2 separate regions of the Cricetulus griseus genome follow, and region 2 is linked to region 1. Evidence: chromatin contacts called from public Hi-C data. All regions are on one chromosome and are shown on one strand. Each heading gives the region's core, a stretch centred on a gene start, on an enhancer-like site or on the middle of the called end of the contact. The rest is flanking DNA. Distances are from core to core; before and after follow the strand shown.

Region 1 (7,828 bases), core at 1,924-4,423:
GAGGGGAATTGTTAGGTTGTGCAATGATTCTGAGTAGCTTTTTGTGCATCTGCAAACTGATTTCTGCATGACATTCCTGCCAATAGTATGTGAGGGTCCCATCCCATGATCCCTTTGCAGAGCTAACAATCATGCAAAGAAAGCTACGCTGGGCTTGACTCAAGGCTGAGACCATTTGCTCTCCAGGCAGAAAACAAACCCCTAGAAGCTGGCCAAGGTTCACAGAGACAGTTGTCCATGGTTACCCAGGGTACTCACCAATGGTGTCTACCCACGTGACCACCTCCTCTTTGCACTGGTGGTGGCAGGTCTGGTTGTCAGGTTTCCCCAAGTGAAGCAGCAAGCATTCTACACAGTCTCTGAAAAAATTCATGTGGGAATTAGCTGCTGTGTAATGCCCCAAAGGTTCAGCTGCACTCCTGAAGTCTGGCCTTGGGGACAAGATGCTCTGACATCTTGCTGGTGTTAAAAGGAAGCCCCGGGGCTGAAGAGATGGCTCAAAGGTTAAGAGCACTGGCTGCTCTTCCAGAGGTCCTGAGTTCAATTCCTAGCAACCACATGGTGGCTCACAACCATCTGTAATGAGATCTGATGGTCTGCAGGGATATATGCAGACAGAATACTGTATACATAATAAATACATATTTTAAAAAAAAGGAAGCCCCAGGGTCTCAGAGAGGTCTGAGTGAGTTTAGAGGTGTATATGGTATACAGTTCAATTTGCCAGCTGCCGACCTTCCCAGTACTGACAGCAGGAACCAAATCTGCGCCTTGCTACAGTGAGAAGTAGGCTCCATGGAAGAGGTGTTCAGCGAATAACAACTGGTCCATGGGGCACCTCCACATTCCTGGGGCCAGTGCCTGAAGCCCTTGTGTTACCCCAAGGTAACAAGGGCTTTTAACAGTAAGTCTCGATGCCTGGGCTCAACTGAACCCTCAGAGCTGGCCTCTAGGATGGGGCTTCCTGGCAAGTCTGATGCCTGGAAGGACTGATCACCACTGTCTGGGTACCTTGGCCTCCCACCCCCTCCAATTCCCACATGGTGTCTGCCTGCCAGCATCCTTCAGGGCATGCTGGCCACTTACCTGGTAATTGGTCTACACCAAAGCTAGTGTATTTTATAACAGATGCCTTCTCTAGAAAATGGATGAGTCAAAAAAGAGGCCCTCTCAGTTCCCCACCACCCACCTTTGGGTGACTGCATGTGAAGATGCTTAATTAAAACACCCCATTGACCAGCTATTACATTCTACATCATCAAACCCAGGTCCTGAGGTTACATGGTAATAGAAAATGTAGGGACACAGGAGGGAGGCCAGGCCTCAGCCAAGCCACTGTTAAAGTTTGTGAGAGAGGAAGGGTCTCTGCCTCCTTGGAAGGACCAGGTGGTGCCATAGGAAAAGCAAACTCCATGGCAGAATGGGTAGGGTCAAGTAGCCCAGGGGACAGCAAGTCTCAGGGCTCTAGGGGAGTGGCACATGAAAGTCTAAGGACACAAGAGGGGATGCTAGAGCCAGGTATACAGACGAGGTTCTGTGACCCTGAAGTAAGGGGTAACCCCACAAAACCTCAGCCAGCCACAAGGAGGCAGATCACCCTACTTATCTCACAGGGAACCCAAAGAACTGGCTGTCTAGAAAGCTCCCTGGTACTGGAGGGAGCGCCATCATACAGTAGGGCCACTCCACAGAGGATGCTGAGACCCAAGAGGAGAAGCACATATCAGGTCCCCTCCCAGTGTCCTGCCTCCCAGACATGCTCCGACCACCATCTAGACATTGATAAGGACTGGGCAGAGGGCAGATCATGAAGAGAGAGGGCTGTAACTTTCTCCAGAGGACACTGAGATGCTTGGGGAATTTAACTACTCCTCTCCTTGGGCTGATCTCACACAGACACTTTAGAGGAGCCAGGCAGTAAGGCTCATATTTGTCTCTTGCTCTGCCTGGTCCCTCCTCCCACCCTCACCCCTCAAGGTAGTCAGGCTTGGCCAGGAGCCAGAAAGGGGTGGCTCCATCTTTGGCCATTCATGCTGACCCTTGCTGGACCTTCCGCCAGCCTCCTGGATCAGCACATGGCAAACAGGATGCCTGGTTTCCGGTTGGCTCGACCCCCTGCCCCCCCACACACACCCCAAGATATTCCACTGTATTAATACAACTCCATGTCCCCTCTAGGACACACTCCATACAACCCATATGGATATGGGTACAGCAGCCTAGCGCTGGGCTCCCTAACCCCCAGAAACTCAGGCTGCACTGTAGTTATTTATTAAAGCATGTCTGCCCCGTTACAAAAACAGGCCATTCCGAGAGCTTGTGCAAGGCATGTTAATTAAAATCAGCTGGAGTCGAGTGTGACCTCACCAAAGTGAAGGGTGTGTTTGGTTAGTTCTAGAACACGAGGGATGAAGGACTAAAATATTCAAAACCTCTCAGAAAACACAAAGCAGGAAAATGGCCTAAAATTTCATTATCAAAAGAACTTTGTTTAAAAAAAAAAAAGAAAGAAAAATTTCCATTATGCCATGAAAGAGACAGGTCAGTGTGGTCCTGGGATAGATCAGAAGGGCCAGTCCCTATCTTTGGGCTTTCTTAGCTTTTCAGACATTTTATTAAAGCAAGGGTTGTTTTTCCATGAGGCCTTTTAACCGCTGAGACAACCCCACATTACCTGTGGCTCCGTAGGAAGGTAAGGAGGCTTCCGCTCCCTTTTACTGTCTCCATGTGCTGCCCCAGCTTGGCCCACTCCCCAGGGTCTGCTGGAAATTGGGGCCAGAGGGGTACCTTGGACACAGCATGCTGACTAGAGCTGCGATCCCACCCACACGGGCATGGTGTCTGGGCCACTCCCTCCCTATCTTGCCTCTCAATCTACAGGCAGGTTCAGTTGCCCATGCCCAGGGCTGTCTATGGCACATGGCCAGGAAGGGTCAAGCCACTCTGAACGTTTCTGAACACAGCTGACCAGCAGCAATCACAGGCTCTGTGAGCATGAACTCACTTCATTATCAGCCTGGCCAGACATTAGCAGGGAAATCTGCCAAAAGAAAATCACAACTGTGCTCCTTTGCCAAAGAATAACACTGCCTGCATCACCACTTGCTTCTGCTTAGTGCCCAGCTTCCCCCGCTGCCTGGCTCCTCAGCACCAAGGATGACACAGCTGTTTCCCAGCAAGTTCTGACAGCCAGTGTCACGCCTGTGGTCCAGGCAGCACCGTGGCTTGACTGTTGCAACTGACCTGTGTTGCACCATGGTAGTGGGTGTGAAGAGCAGAGCCCAGGATGGTCATGGGGTGTGTGTGACCTGACTCTGGACCGAGCCCGTGACAGAAGCCTAGACAAGCTCTACATTCAGCCCGACTCTATTATCAGCATAAATAGAGCAGAAAAATCCCAAAGCCCCTGCACTCGCTTCAGGCATCCCTATCTAGGTCGGCGCCCTTCCATCCCATTTGCCTTCTGATTACATTTTGTTTAATGCAGCAGTTCCCACGGGCCTGGTCTATGAAGCATTGTTTGGGAGATGCTCTGCGGAAGATCAAAGGCATTTGGGAAAGAACGCACACGGCATTCCCTTTAGAGAACACATGATGGCATACCCCAGGCTCTGTGTTGTCTAGACCCAGCACCAGCTTCATCTCATTTATCACTCTGCAATCTTTAAACTTGCTTAGATGGATTAGTGATCTTGTTTTTATGAATGGTTTTACTTTCCTTCCACCAATCCCCGCCCCGCCCCCCAGACACCCAGCATTTCATGGCCGTTGTTTTGGTGACCCTTAGCACAAGTTTTGGTTGGCAGCCTATGTGTGGACCACAGGCACAAGAGGCCAGCTGGGGAGGGTGCCTGGTGAAAGACAGGCCTAGGGTGAGGGCAGAAGAGCAGGCCCTCACCTCTTGGAGCTGCAAGCATCTGGGCAGGTTGGGCACTTCTCACATGTTTCTCCAAAGGCTCCAGGCTCTGTACACTGGCACTGCCCACAGACACAGCGGCCACGGTCACTGCAGATCTGTCCATCCTTGGCCCGGCATGTGCTGATGTCCGTTGAACAGTTACAATTGTCCCCAATGTAACCTGCATGGCATTTGCATTCTCCACAGTGACACTCGCCGTGGCCTAAAAGGACACACACATATATCAGTCAGGGCTTGTCAGTCTTTACATATGAGCACACACCACCCAGGGCCTGCATGTGCCAGGGTGAGGAATCCCACAGAGAATGGGGCACTGGCTTTGTCCTCAGAGAGGGCCTGGTGATGCCACAGGATAATATTCATGACCTGGCAGAGTGTAGCCTGGTGCTTCGACTGGTCCAGACACACTGGTCAAGTCACAACACAAAACCAGAAAAGCATCCTGATTCAGTGGATGTGTGAAAATAGTCCCCCAATATGCCCATTTCAGAAACTGTGACTATGGCAAGGCAAAGCTGCAGATGGGATTAAGCAGAGCAGCCTCTTCTGGAAGGTCCAGCTGGGTCCTAAACCTAGCAAATAGGTACTTACAACAGGAGCAGGGGTGACTACAGAAGGTGACTAGGGGGCAACAGAAGCAAGACACTCTGCAGCTGGCTTTGAAGATGATAACCAAGAAATGCAAGAAGCTGGAAAAAGCTAGCACCTCCAGGGGTGTGAGGAGCGCAACCACACAGACACCCCGACATCAGTCAGGGGAAACAAGCTCGGACATCTGACCTCCTCTGTGATCTAAGAGAACAGATCCAGACTGCTGGAATGCAGAAAACATATGGTGATTTGTTACTGGTCCAACCAAAACCAAGCACAGCCATGCTTCCGGAGTCCTACTGAGATTTTGACTTGCTCTGGCGCTGGGGCCCTGCAGTCTCTACACAGAGGACTACAGAGCCTCAGCCCTCAAAGGCACTCAAGTACTCTTGCAGTAGTGTCTGTCATGGACTGTGGTGCTGTTGGCTCCGTCCATTCTCACAGTAACCCATGAGGGATGAAACTGACACACACAGAAGAGACAGCCAATGGAAGGTCACCCAGGTAGCTGCAGGAGACCCGAAGGAGTCAGCCCAGTTCCTTGTTCTGAACTCCTGCCCAGAGCAGGCTTGGCCATCATAAGAACCTACTGGGGCAACCTAGTTCTCCTCGCTCGGATGGATCCTGTCCCCAGCCTGTCAGGGAGGAGGTTGTAACAGAAATTAAATTGGCAAATTGCCATGTGCTTGCAAAAAGCGGACTCTTGGGAACAAGAGCACGTCTATTTCAAATGTCCTCTGAAAACGTCCTGAGCAGGCTGGCCCCCTGGCCCTGTGACAGTGAATAGCTAAGGGTATTTCAGGCATTGTGCCCTTGAGAACAGCTGGAAGGCCAACCGTTTCCAACAGAGGTTACTACTGTTTACCCCATTGTATGAAAATGCCTGCGGCCGGAAGTAGACACGCAAGCACACCTTCAGAAAACACTCTGCTCTGCCTAGGACTCTCAGTCAGAAATCTCAGCAGACCAGGTGATGTTTGTTCACTCTCTTCATCAGGTCCCCAGCCGTCTCTGTCAGATGGACCAAGTGCCCAATTGGATGTTTTTGCTATCTGTCTTCTACCTCTTGCTACGTGCCTAGCAAACACACTCATTCAAAACAAAAAGCATAGCTACCGTAGAAGGTTCAGTTTGGAACAGGGAGGCATTGTCTCAGGGTTCTGCAGGCATCAAGGGCAGCAGCATCACTGCTTGGAGAACTGAGCGAGCACCTTCTGGGGACAAGGAGGGTGTCCTGAAGAGCATGGACACTGCTGTGTCCTTGGTCCTCTGGGGATCTCAATTTAACAGCTCACTTTTCCAAAGGTTTGTTTTTATTTGTGTGTCTCTGTGGGTGGTTATGTGCATACATGAGGTGGGAGTCCACAGATCCAGAAGGGGGTGTCAGACCCCTTGGAGAGGAACTTAACAGACTCTTGTGAGCGTCCTGACATGGGTGCTGGGAACTGAACTCCGGTTGTGCAAGAACAGTAAGTGCTATTAACCACTGAGTCATCTCTCCACTCATGAAATGGCTCATTTAAAAAAAAGTTGACTGTTGCTGGGCAGTGGTGGCGCAAGCCTTTAATCCTAGCACTTGGGAGGCAGAGGCATGCGGATCTCTGTGAGTTTGAGGCCAGCCTGGTCTCCAGAGCGAGTTCCCGGACAGCCAGGGCTACACAGAGAAACCTTGTCTTGAAAAAAAAAAAAAAGTTGACTGCTTTTTCGGTCTATCTTCCTCCTCGGTATCCCATTGCTTAAGGCCGACATCATCAAGAAAACCAGGAGTTTGCATGTACTGAGCATCCGCCCGTAGATGAGTACAAGACAGGAAAGCACAGCTTTGGGTGTCATCATGGTGGGGATCAGTGTGTTCACCTCCACTTTGGAGTCAGTTATTCTGACACTGGAACCCAGCATGCTCCTGGCCTCTACTGGATCCGGTCTACAATACTGGTTAGGACCTAACTTCAGACAGACTCTTCACTAGTCACTCAAATAGGAGCCTGGCCCTCTTCCTCTGGCTCATGTCCTCTGTAGTACCCACAACCTGCAAGGGACAGGAGGACCATCTGGAGTGTCCCCGTGTCCCAGCCCTCCTTCACACAATAGCCTCTCCACTCCACCCTGGTGCTCTGAGCTACAGAGCATTTCAAAGGCGGTGCTGCAGCATATGGCCAGACCTCTAGGAAGGGAAGAATGCCAGGCAGACCAGAAGGCTGAGGAATGCAGCTCACACCACACAGGAGCTGGCATGAGACATGGATGCCACAGGAAAGTGCCCGTACAAGGTCACGGGTTTATGGAATTCAGGGTGACCACTGCCTCTCTGCCAGCATGTGACCTGAGGCCAGATGAACCCCCATAAGGGTCTTCAAAGGTGAAATGGGTCCAACCTGCACAAACCCCCCGCTCTCACCCTGGGGACTGTGTTGGTCAAGTTAAACTGAAGTAGTTCATGGCTGAAGGCAACCTTTGCTCAACATTTCATTATGGGAAAACTGGAGAAAAGGTAAAGACTTTGCAATAGATATCCAAACACTTCCATCCAGTACTCTGCCAGTACATGTGGCTTTATTATAGCCATCCATTCATCATGTGTATTATTTTTAATGCATTTCAGAGTCAACTTTAGGGGGGAGTATCATTTTTCATTTTCTATTTTGAGGCAGGCTTTCGCTAAGTTGTCCAAGCTGCCTTGAATTCACACTATTGTTCAGGCAGGCCTTGGAGTCCTGATCCTCCCTCCAGCCTCAATCTCCCAAGGTTTATCCAGGGAACAATAATACAATATGGTTCTGACACTCTCCAATAGCCCACACATCACAACCTTCCCATGAAGCAAGGCTGTAAGAGTTGCAGAAGGCATGGCTGCTACTCTACTTCCCACAACTAGGAGCTGTTTCAGTAAAATGCACTGTTTCCTTTCTGCCTCTGTCTTTGGCAGCACTATAAAGTGATCCACATGTAATTTCAAACAGCATCCCAATATATCCAAGTTTTGGAGGTGTGCATTACTCCATGGCAGGGCTAGGTTTGCAGTTCAGGATGTGTGTTAAAGGAAAGGAAGCCTTGCTTTTCTGGTGATCAAGTATCTGCGCTCAAAGGTCATCTTACTATAGAATGGGCATGCTTGGCAGAGGTGCCAGAGCTCTGTAGTCCCACCATGATGGCTGAGCAGCAAGGAAGCCCCACTTGCTTGTGAGCACATCTGATATCCTGTAGGTCCCCGAGCTCCAACCACCCAGTCCAAGGTTACTGTAGCTGAGTGGGCTCCAGATCCAGACAGCAAGAGACGGTGGAAGCTGACGATACAAGAGAGGCCATCATGGGCTCTTG
Region 2 (7,828 bases), core at 3,496-5,995, 110 kb after region 1:
CAGTGTGAAGTCTGTGAGGAGATGGTGGTGAGAGAAGGCAGGAGGCCATGGGGCTTCCGGCAGAACCAGAAGCCTGAAAGGCTCTAAGCAGACTGAGGAGTTTTAACAGGATTACTCTGAGTGAGGAATGAGAGTAACTAAAGGGGTTGGTTGGGTGCAGAAGTAGGTTCTGGCTTTGCCAGAGACAGGGAACAAACACATCTGAAAAACTCTGGCAAGGCTGCTGAAGGGATCCAGTGAGGCAGTCCTCACGCGGCAGCACTGGCTTGGTGAGTCAGCAGGCGGCCCTGAAGCAGACTCTTCACCCTGCAGACCAAAATCCACACCCTATCAAAGCAAAAAGAATCCTCACCAACAAATGGGTGCCTATCACCCTTTAAAGCAGTGGTTCTAAACCGTCCGGATGCCTCGACCCTTTAATACAGTTCCTCATGTTGTGGTGACCCCCAACCACAAAATTATTTTCATTGCTATCTCACAACTGTAATTTGGACTACTGTTATAGATCATAATGTAATACCTTGCCGGGCAGTGATGGCACACGCCTTTAATCTCAGCACTCGGGAGGCAGAGGCAGGCGGATCTCTGTGAGTTCTAGACCAGCCTGGTCTACAAGAGCTAGTTCTAGGACAGCCTCCAAAGCCACAGAGAAACCCTGTCTCGAAAAACAAAAACAAAAAAAAAAACCCTTGTGTTTTCCAATGGTCTTGAGTGACCCCCATGAAAGGGTCCTTCAACCATGGGGGTTGAGATACATAGGTTGAGAGGTACTGCTTTAAAGCCAACCAATTTCCCCCACTAGAGAAATGGAAAACAAGCCCCCTTAGACTTTCCAAAGCTCTTGCACAGCCAACTGAAAACACCTGTGAAGAGTCCCACAGCCCATAGCCCCTGCAGCACACAGCCTCTTAAAAGCCACCCTGTCATTTAAGGACTGTGTGTAAACCCCACATTGATGATCTTGTTAAAACTTCCCAGAATATTTCCATGACCAGTCTGAAGGAGAAAAAAAAAGTTGTTACTGGGGCAGGCAGGCACAAAGGGCAATTTGCCAAACTACTTAGATATTTTAATTCTTTGTTGCCTCAGTAGCTAAATAAGCATGGAGAACAAGCAGGGGAGGAATACTAATTAGAGCTAATTAGACCCTGCCCTCTTCTGCCTCAGTCCCCTTTATGAAAAGTCTCCCCCACCCCACTGAGGATGGTGAAGTTAAAATGTAAATCCCAGAGGGTAAATAGTCATCTATGAACCAAGGCCACCCTTTGCATTTCAGTGTACTGGGCCTGGTTACCTAAAGGGAGCTGCCAACCAGCCAAATTCCAGCAGCCCCACCCCCACCCTAGCATCTGCCCACAGCCTTGGTGGGCCAGGGTCAGGGTGAGGAGGACTGGGCTGCCAACTTGCATTCTCTAAATGCAACAAAGGGCTCTTGGTATTCGGAGCATTCTAATTTGCAGGGCATCCACTAAAAGAATATTTGATTGCTTATAAAATAATAAACTACGGCAGCAAACATGACTCCAGTTTTGCTGCAGGAGCAACCAAACTCCTCTCTCTGCCTTGGAGCGGAAGTGGGCATGGGAGGCCTCCCCAGTGCAACCCCTGCCTGGTTTTGTGAGACCTTGTGTGTCAGGTTCCAGCCTAGAGACTCTTGGTCCCAGGGATAATTAAGGAGACACTCCTGATGGGGGTGAGGGGGGCAACACAGCAAAGGCTTATTTACAGTGAACCGCTTAAATTTAAGGTCTGTTGCCTGCTGGGTTCACTCACTGGTCTGGGAACAAGGAACACCTATACGGGCGGGTGCCACACTTCACAACACCATTTCTTTCCCAAGATAACCATGATTTTCCTTTCAAATTATGTTCCTGTTAGCAGGAGAGAAACCAACAGGAGAAAGTCCCTGCCACCTTTCAAGAAAAAGGGGGTGGGTGGGGATAGGGGAACACAAGGAAGAGGACAATAAAGGATGTCCTCCAGCAATATTGGAAAGTTAAGTCAAATTACCCAAATGAACCACTCCCTTCTGACCTAGCAGAGTGCCTGGGCACTCTAAGGAGGTGACCCACCCTAGAGGCTGGTGCTCTACCACCACTTAACTGACTTCTGGGCAATGGCAGCATGAAATGGCAAAAGACAAACCTGTGATCACAGGGCAATGGACAAAACTTAACTCTGAAGGCACTGGAATTAAACCACCCAGGCTCTAAGATAAGGTACAATGACCAAACAACTCTAGACTCACCACTCCCACCCTGAAGCAAGAAGGAAAGCCATGTGGCCCTCCAGGGCCCACCTCTGGGATGAAAATCCTGTGAGGCATGGGAACTTCCAAAGAGATGAAATTACATGCAAATGAAAAATGAATGCCTCTAATAATTTGAAAGGCAGCTCGAGGGGGAGGGATGGGGCACTCCTTTAATCCCAACACTTGGGAGGCACAGGCAAATGGATCTCTGTAAATTCTGATTTACATAGTTACAGGCTAGGTGGGGTTACATTAAAAGAAAATTTAAAAAAGCAAAAACCTAGCCTTGGAGCTATTGAAAACAGTTAACTACTGAGAAGGGAGTTTTCTCTACCATTATAGCTCAGGTAAGTTGAGCAGGCTCAAGTTGAAGACCACAGGGCCAAAAATATTTAGGCAGCACAAGTTAATCTCATTGTGTTTTTTTAAATGGACTCAAAGTTGGGCGCATAGGGAAGGGGAGGGGTGAATCTGGGAATAATTGGGGGAGGGGATGTAGATAAGATAAAGACTGGCTGCTGGAAATGCAACTAATAAAGTCTTTGCCACCAAGGAAATGTTCGAGTTTTCATTAGAACCAAATAATGTTTAACTGAAAGGAAAACTAAAGCTATTCCCAAACTTGAATTTCACGAAACGAATGCAAGGTTGCTGTATGTTTATTTTGACAAAACTTTAAGAACACCATCACACACACAAAAAAAAAAGCTAAAAAAATTTTCCAAACAGGGCTGGAGAGATGACTCAGAGGTTAAGAGCATTGGCTGCTCTTTCAGAGGTCCTGAGTTCAAGTCCCAGTACCCACATGGTGGTTCACAACCACCTATAATGAGATCTGGTGTGTTCTTCTGGTATTCAGGCAGCAACAATGTATACATAACAAATAAGTAAAATAAAACCGTTAACTCATTAAACAATAAGAGACTCTGCTTTTAAAAAAATTTCCAAACAATAGAAGTGCATAAATTTCAAACTAAAAGACTGTCCTAAAGTGAGGTCAGTTGACAAGGATATATTCCAGAGGGTAGTGATTCAAGCCACATCTCTTTGCGTTTCCCTGGGGTCTCGTGAACACCAAAGATGGGCACCGGTTGCCAGATGGGGGGAAGGGGTAAGACTTACTGATCTACTTATTTCCCCATAAAAGCAGTCTTGCTATAGTATTAAGTTTGGAGTGAGGCCTGAACGACGTTTTTGTTTCCTCTACCCTTCCTGCTCTGAGATGGAAACCTCAACCTCCTTCATGTAAATGAGACGCGGTAGGGGGAACACAGTTCTCCCATCCAGCAGCCAGGCAACGGCTGGGCTCAGAAAGACAAACAAGTACCTCGGGCTTGAAAGTGCACAGCGCACTCTTAATCAATACACAATTACTTTCGACGGAAAGGAGAAAGTTCGGAAACTGCTTTTGAGTGGGTTGGTTTGGAGGAGGTAGGGCAAGCTCATGCGCCTGGCAGCCAGCGCCGACTAGCATCCTTCCCTCTAGGGACTTCTTAAGTGCCATTCCCAAGTCTGAAAACTTAACGCAGGTATCTGGGGGCTCCTCCGGCGCCGCCAGGACAAGGAAACGTCCGGCTAAGGCAGTACCGTAGCACCGCCGCCGTCAGACCACTGTTTGTGAATCATGGAACAGGCACAGGATCAGATGGCGGAGTCTCAGGTGTGGCCATGACTTCAGACTTGCGGAGTGAGGTGACAAGTTTCAACTTAGATCAGGCGTAAAGAAAGTTGCACTAATCACAGACCTCCGGAGTGGCCGGGCCGCCTCACTTTGGCCCCCACATCACTCCCCGCGGGCCACAAGGGCCGCTTTGTGCAGGCGAGCGCAGAGCTGGGGCTCCAGGACCCGGCGGGGAGGCCTTGCCTCCCGAGTCCCCAGCGCCCTCGGGCTCGGCCACCAGACGCCTGCTGTTTACACAGGAAGGGAAGGCTCCTCCTCAGTCCGGGAGGAAACCTGGCAGCGCAAGCAGATCCGAAGCTCAAGCCCCGCCGTCCCACCGGGGTGCGCCCCCACGGTGCCCCGCACCCTCGGTTCCCTGCAAGCGGCCCCGGGCGAGCAAAGTTCCCGAGCGCACAGCGGGCGACGCCGCTTACCTGCGAGGCGCGGCACGAGCGCGCAGAGCCCGAGCAGACAGGCGTAGAGGGTCGCGGGCACCCGCGGCATGGTGCGCGCCGCTCGGCGGGGGGCGCGCGGCGGGGACGGAGCGGGGCGAGGCCGGGACCGCAGCCGCATGCCGGGCACTGCACTCGGGCTCACGGCGCCCGCGGCCGGGCTGGCCCGCGCCCCGCCGCCACCATCCTTCTTTCTGGCCGGCTGGGACGCCCTGAGTTGTCGCCTCTCGGGACGCACCCTCGCCGAGTCCCCGCACGCCCGCTCTCGGAGCCCCTTCCCTTCTCCCTCGGCCTCCGGGCCCCACTCTCCTCTGCTTTCTCCTCCCCTCTCTCCCGCGGGCTGCCACTCGGTCAGTTTACGGCTAGGCGGGACGGGGCGGGGCGAGCTCCGGGCTGGACCAGCTCCGCCCTGCGCCGGGATCCGCCGGCAGGTCTAGGTCCCGGGGTGCCCAGGTGGCTGTCACATCCTATGCATTTGGGGTGGGGAGGTGGGGTCCGGATTCGAAACTTCTAGTTTGGGACTTCCTCCCTCGCTTACTTAGCAGCTACGGGAGGGGGCGGGGCGCGCGCCTTTAGGCCGGCAGAGATTACTTGAGCCAAAGCAATCTCAGTATGACTTGAGGAGCGAGGGCAGGTAAAAGCTTGGATCTACCAGGCCATTTCCTCATCCCAGAAGCGCATGCCAGCCGGGGCCTCGCCCAAGATGGGACAGAGGAGTCTGGCGTATTCAACCAAGACGCCACGTTCTGGACGGGCAAGGGAGGACACGTGGATTAGAGGCGCGCAGGTGAAGCCAAGGCACACTGCAGAGCAAGCATTGTGCTAAATGCCGTCTGCCTGTGTACTCACTTCTTGAGTGCTCCTAACATCCCTACTGTTACTTAGATGAGGAAACTGAGGCACAGAGGGTCAACATGAGGGAGGAAGTGACTGCTGGGATGTTTTGCAAAGAAACTGGTGATGATTTAAGTAAGGCAGCCTAATCTTTGCAGGTGAAGGTCAGGACTTAGAGGTGTGAGCAGAAAACCTAAGGCATTTGGATCTTGAGCTTTGTTTATTTCCACCTCCCCAACTTTGACTGAATGGTACTGGCAGACCTCAGTTTGTAGTGTAGTATGGGTAGGCAAAAATGAAGCAATCCATAGCAAACTTCAAAACTCATCCTTAGAATTGCTCTGTAATTTTTTTTTCTTTCTTTTCTGAGACAGGGTTTCTCTGTGTGGCTTTCGGTGTCCTGGAACACACTCTGTAGACCAGGCTGGCCTCGAACTCACAGAGATCATCCTGCCTCTGTGTCCCTAAGTGCTGGGATTAAAAGCATGCACTACCACCACCATCACCGGGCTTTGTCATATCTTCTGTTTTGACTTAAATCATAGTTGAGGTCAACCATTGTCCAATAAAATCATACTGCAGAGGCAGGCCGGGTTTATCTTGGAATTACCTGCCCCTTAGGGCATTGGCCTTGAGGCTACATTTATCCCCCTCTGAGAGGTGGTGGTTCTAAATTATGGGAACTGATCAAAGTCTTTGAACTGGAAGACATCCAGTGCTGAGTGTTGCTTTGTCTGCTAGGATCAGCTAGACTGAGAGTGGAGTCCTGAAGGCTGGCTGAATACTGCTTTAAGTACAGCAGTAGTTTTCTTATGCGTGCATTCTTTAAGTTCAGGCCCTGTAATATCCCATCTTCTCTACACCCAGAATGGTACTTCACTGCTGTTGAAACATTCACTTTGTCCCACACCTGGCACAGACCACCTGGAAAGAGCTGTGATCCAACTTGCCCTAATTCTCACCAGTCCCCTCCTGTCTTATCTGGTGGTTCTCTGGGTCCCCAGCCTGCCCAGACCTGCCAGAAGCCACAGCTCCTGAGCAATCCAAGCTGCATCAAAGCTGATTTGGAAATGCCTTTTCTAGTTCAGAACTTCTGCTCTGTGGTTCCTGCTTTTTACCCCCTCTTCAAGAATCCTCCATCTAAGTGTTCTCAGATAGTCAGATATCCATATGATGATCTATGATTTGATCTTAAAAAGAAAGGAAGCTGGACACAGCAGCACACACCTTTAATTCCAGCACTCTGGAAGCAAAGGCAGGCACGTGTACATTTGAGGCTAGCCTGATCTACATAGTGAGTTCCAGGACAGCGAAAACAAACAACAAAAGAAATGAAATTCTGACACTTGCTGCAACATTGACAACATGCTATGTAACATAAATCAGACCCAAAGGGACACATATTATATAATTCTGTGTGTCTGTGTGTGTGTGTGTGGGGGGAGGTGTTGTCTCATCTAGTCCAGGCTGGCCTAGAACTCTGTAGCTAAACAGGATGACTCTGAATTCCTGATTCTCCTGCTTCCACCTCTTGAGTGTTAAGATCACAGGGGTGTGTGCCACATGCCCAGACATTCTACTTGTTTATATAAAGGGTCCAGAACAGAAAACGTGACAGAAACAAGGAAAACAGATGTTACCAAAGGCTGGTGAGGGAAGAGAATGGTGAGTTATTCATGATTACAGAGTTTCAGGTGGGGATAATGGGAAAGTTCTAGAAATGGATAGTAATATCTGCACGGTCCACTTAAACTGGATGAAATGATAAATTTAACATTATGTATCTTTTACCATGAAAAGAATAGTTAGAGGACTAGAGACATGGCTCAGAGATTAAAAGCAATGACTGTTCTTCTAGATGACTTGGCTTCAATCCCCAGTACCTACATGGCGGCTCACAACTCACTGAGGTTTGAGACCCTCTTTTGAATTTTGCAGACACTTATTTATTTATTTTGCTTTGTTTTTCCGAGACAGGATTTCTCTATGGCTTTGAAGGCTGTCCTGGAGCTAGCTCTTGTAGACTAGGCCTTGAACTCAGAGATCCACCTGCCTCTGACTCCCGAGTAAGTGCTGGGTCTGCAGACACTTTTATGCACACCACACAGACATACATGCAGTCAAAATACCCATAAATAAAAATAAAATATTTTAAGAGATTGTTTTGTAAAGGATGCCTATGAAACATGGATATACTTTTTTGTTTGTTTTGTTTTGAGTTTTTTTGCTTTTTCCAGACAGTGTTTCCTTGCTTAACTTCCTGGAACTTGCTCTGTAGACCAGGCTGGCCTTGAACTCAAAGATCTGCCTGCCTCTACCTCCCAAGTGCTGGAATTAAAGGTGTTTACCACCACTGCCCCTCACGGATATACTTTTTTTTTTAATGCTGAGATCAATTTTTTATTTGAAAAGTACCAGATTAGAGCTGGTGTGATGGCATATGCTTATAATCTGAGCGCTTGGGAATGGAAGCAAGGTTATCCTTGGCTACATCACAAGTTCAAGGCCAACCTGGCTACCTAAAGGAAGAAAAAATACCCAGCATCCTAACATAGGTTTTTCTCTCTTTATGCTCCATGATTCTTGTCAGACAAGAATCCCCATGTCAACTCTCAGGACCTCTGAGGATGA

The links. A called contact is a pair of places that touch in the nucleus more often than the background predicts.
Region 2: a contact with region 1 is called in a Hi-C map of liver, with 3 times the contacts expected there. The contact joins the promoter of Itgb5 here to the enhancer-like site in region 1. A contact is called at or near these places in 5 of 8 Hi-C or Micro-C datasets (the CHK-Q cell line, the CHO-K1 cell line, fibroblasts and 1 more).

What each region holds. Positions count from the first base shown.
Region 1 is chr4:55,649,503-55,657,330 of CriGri-PICRH-1.0, forward strand. Itgb5 (integrin beta-5) reads right to left here. Exons shown (of 15, transcript XM_027412795.2): 11 at 3,899-4,121; 12 at 259-359. Among named protein-coding and RNA genes, the nearest start is that of Umps, 31 kb to the left of the region's middle. Within about 2 kb of position 3,174, at least 2 of the 6 cell types and tissues checked have open chromatin away from gene starts, as enhancers often do.
Region 2 is chr4:55,761,424-55,769,251 of CriGri-PICRH-1.0, forward strand. It overlaps Itgb5 (integrin beta-5), which reads right to left and starts at 4,746. Exons shown (of 15, transcript XM_027412795.2): 1 at 4,346-4,746. The coding sequence starts at 4,484.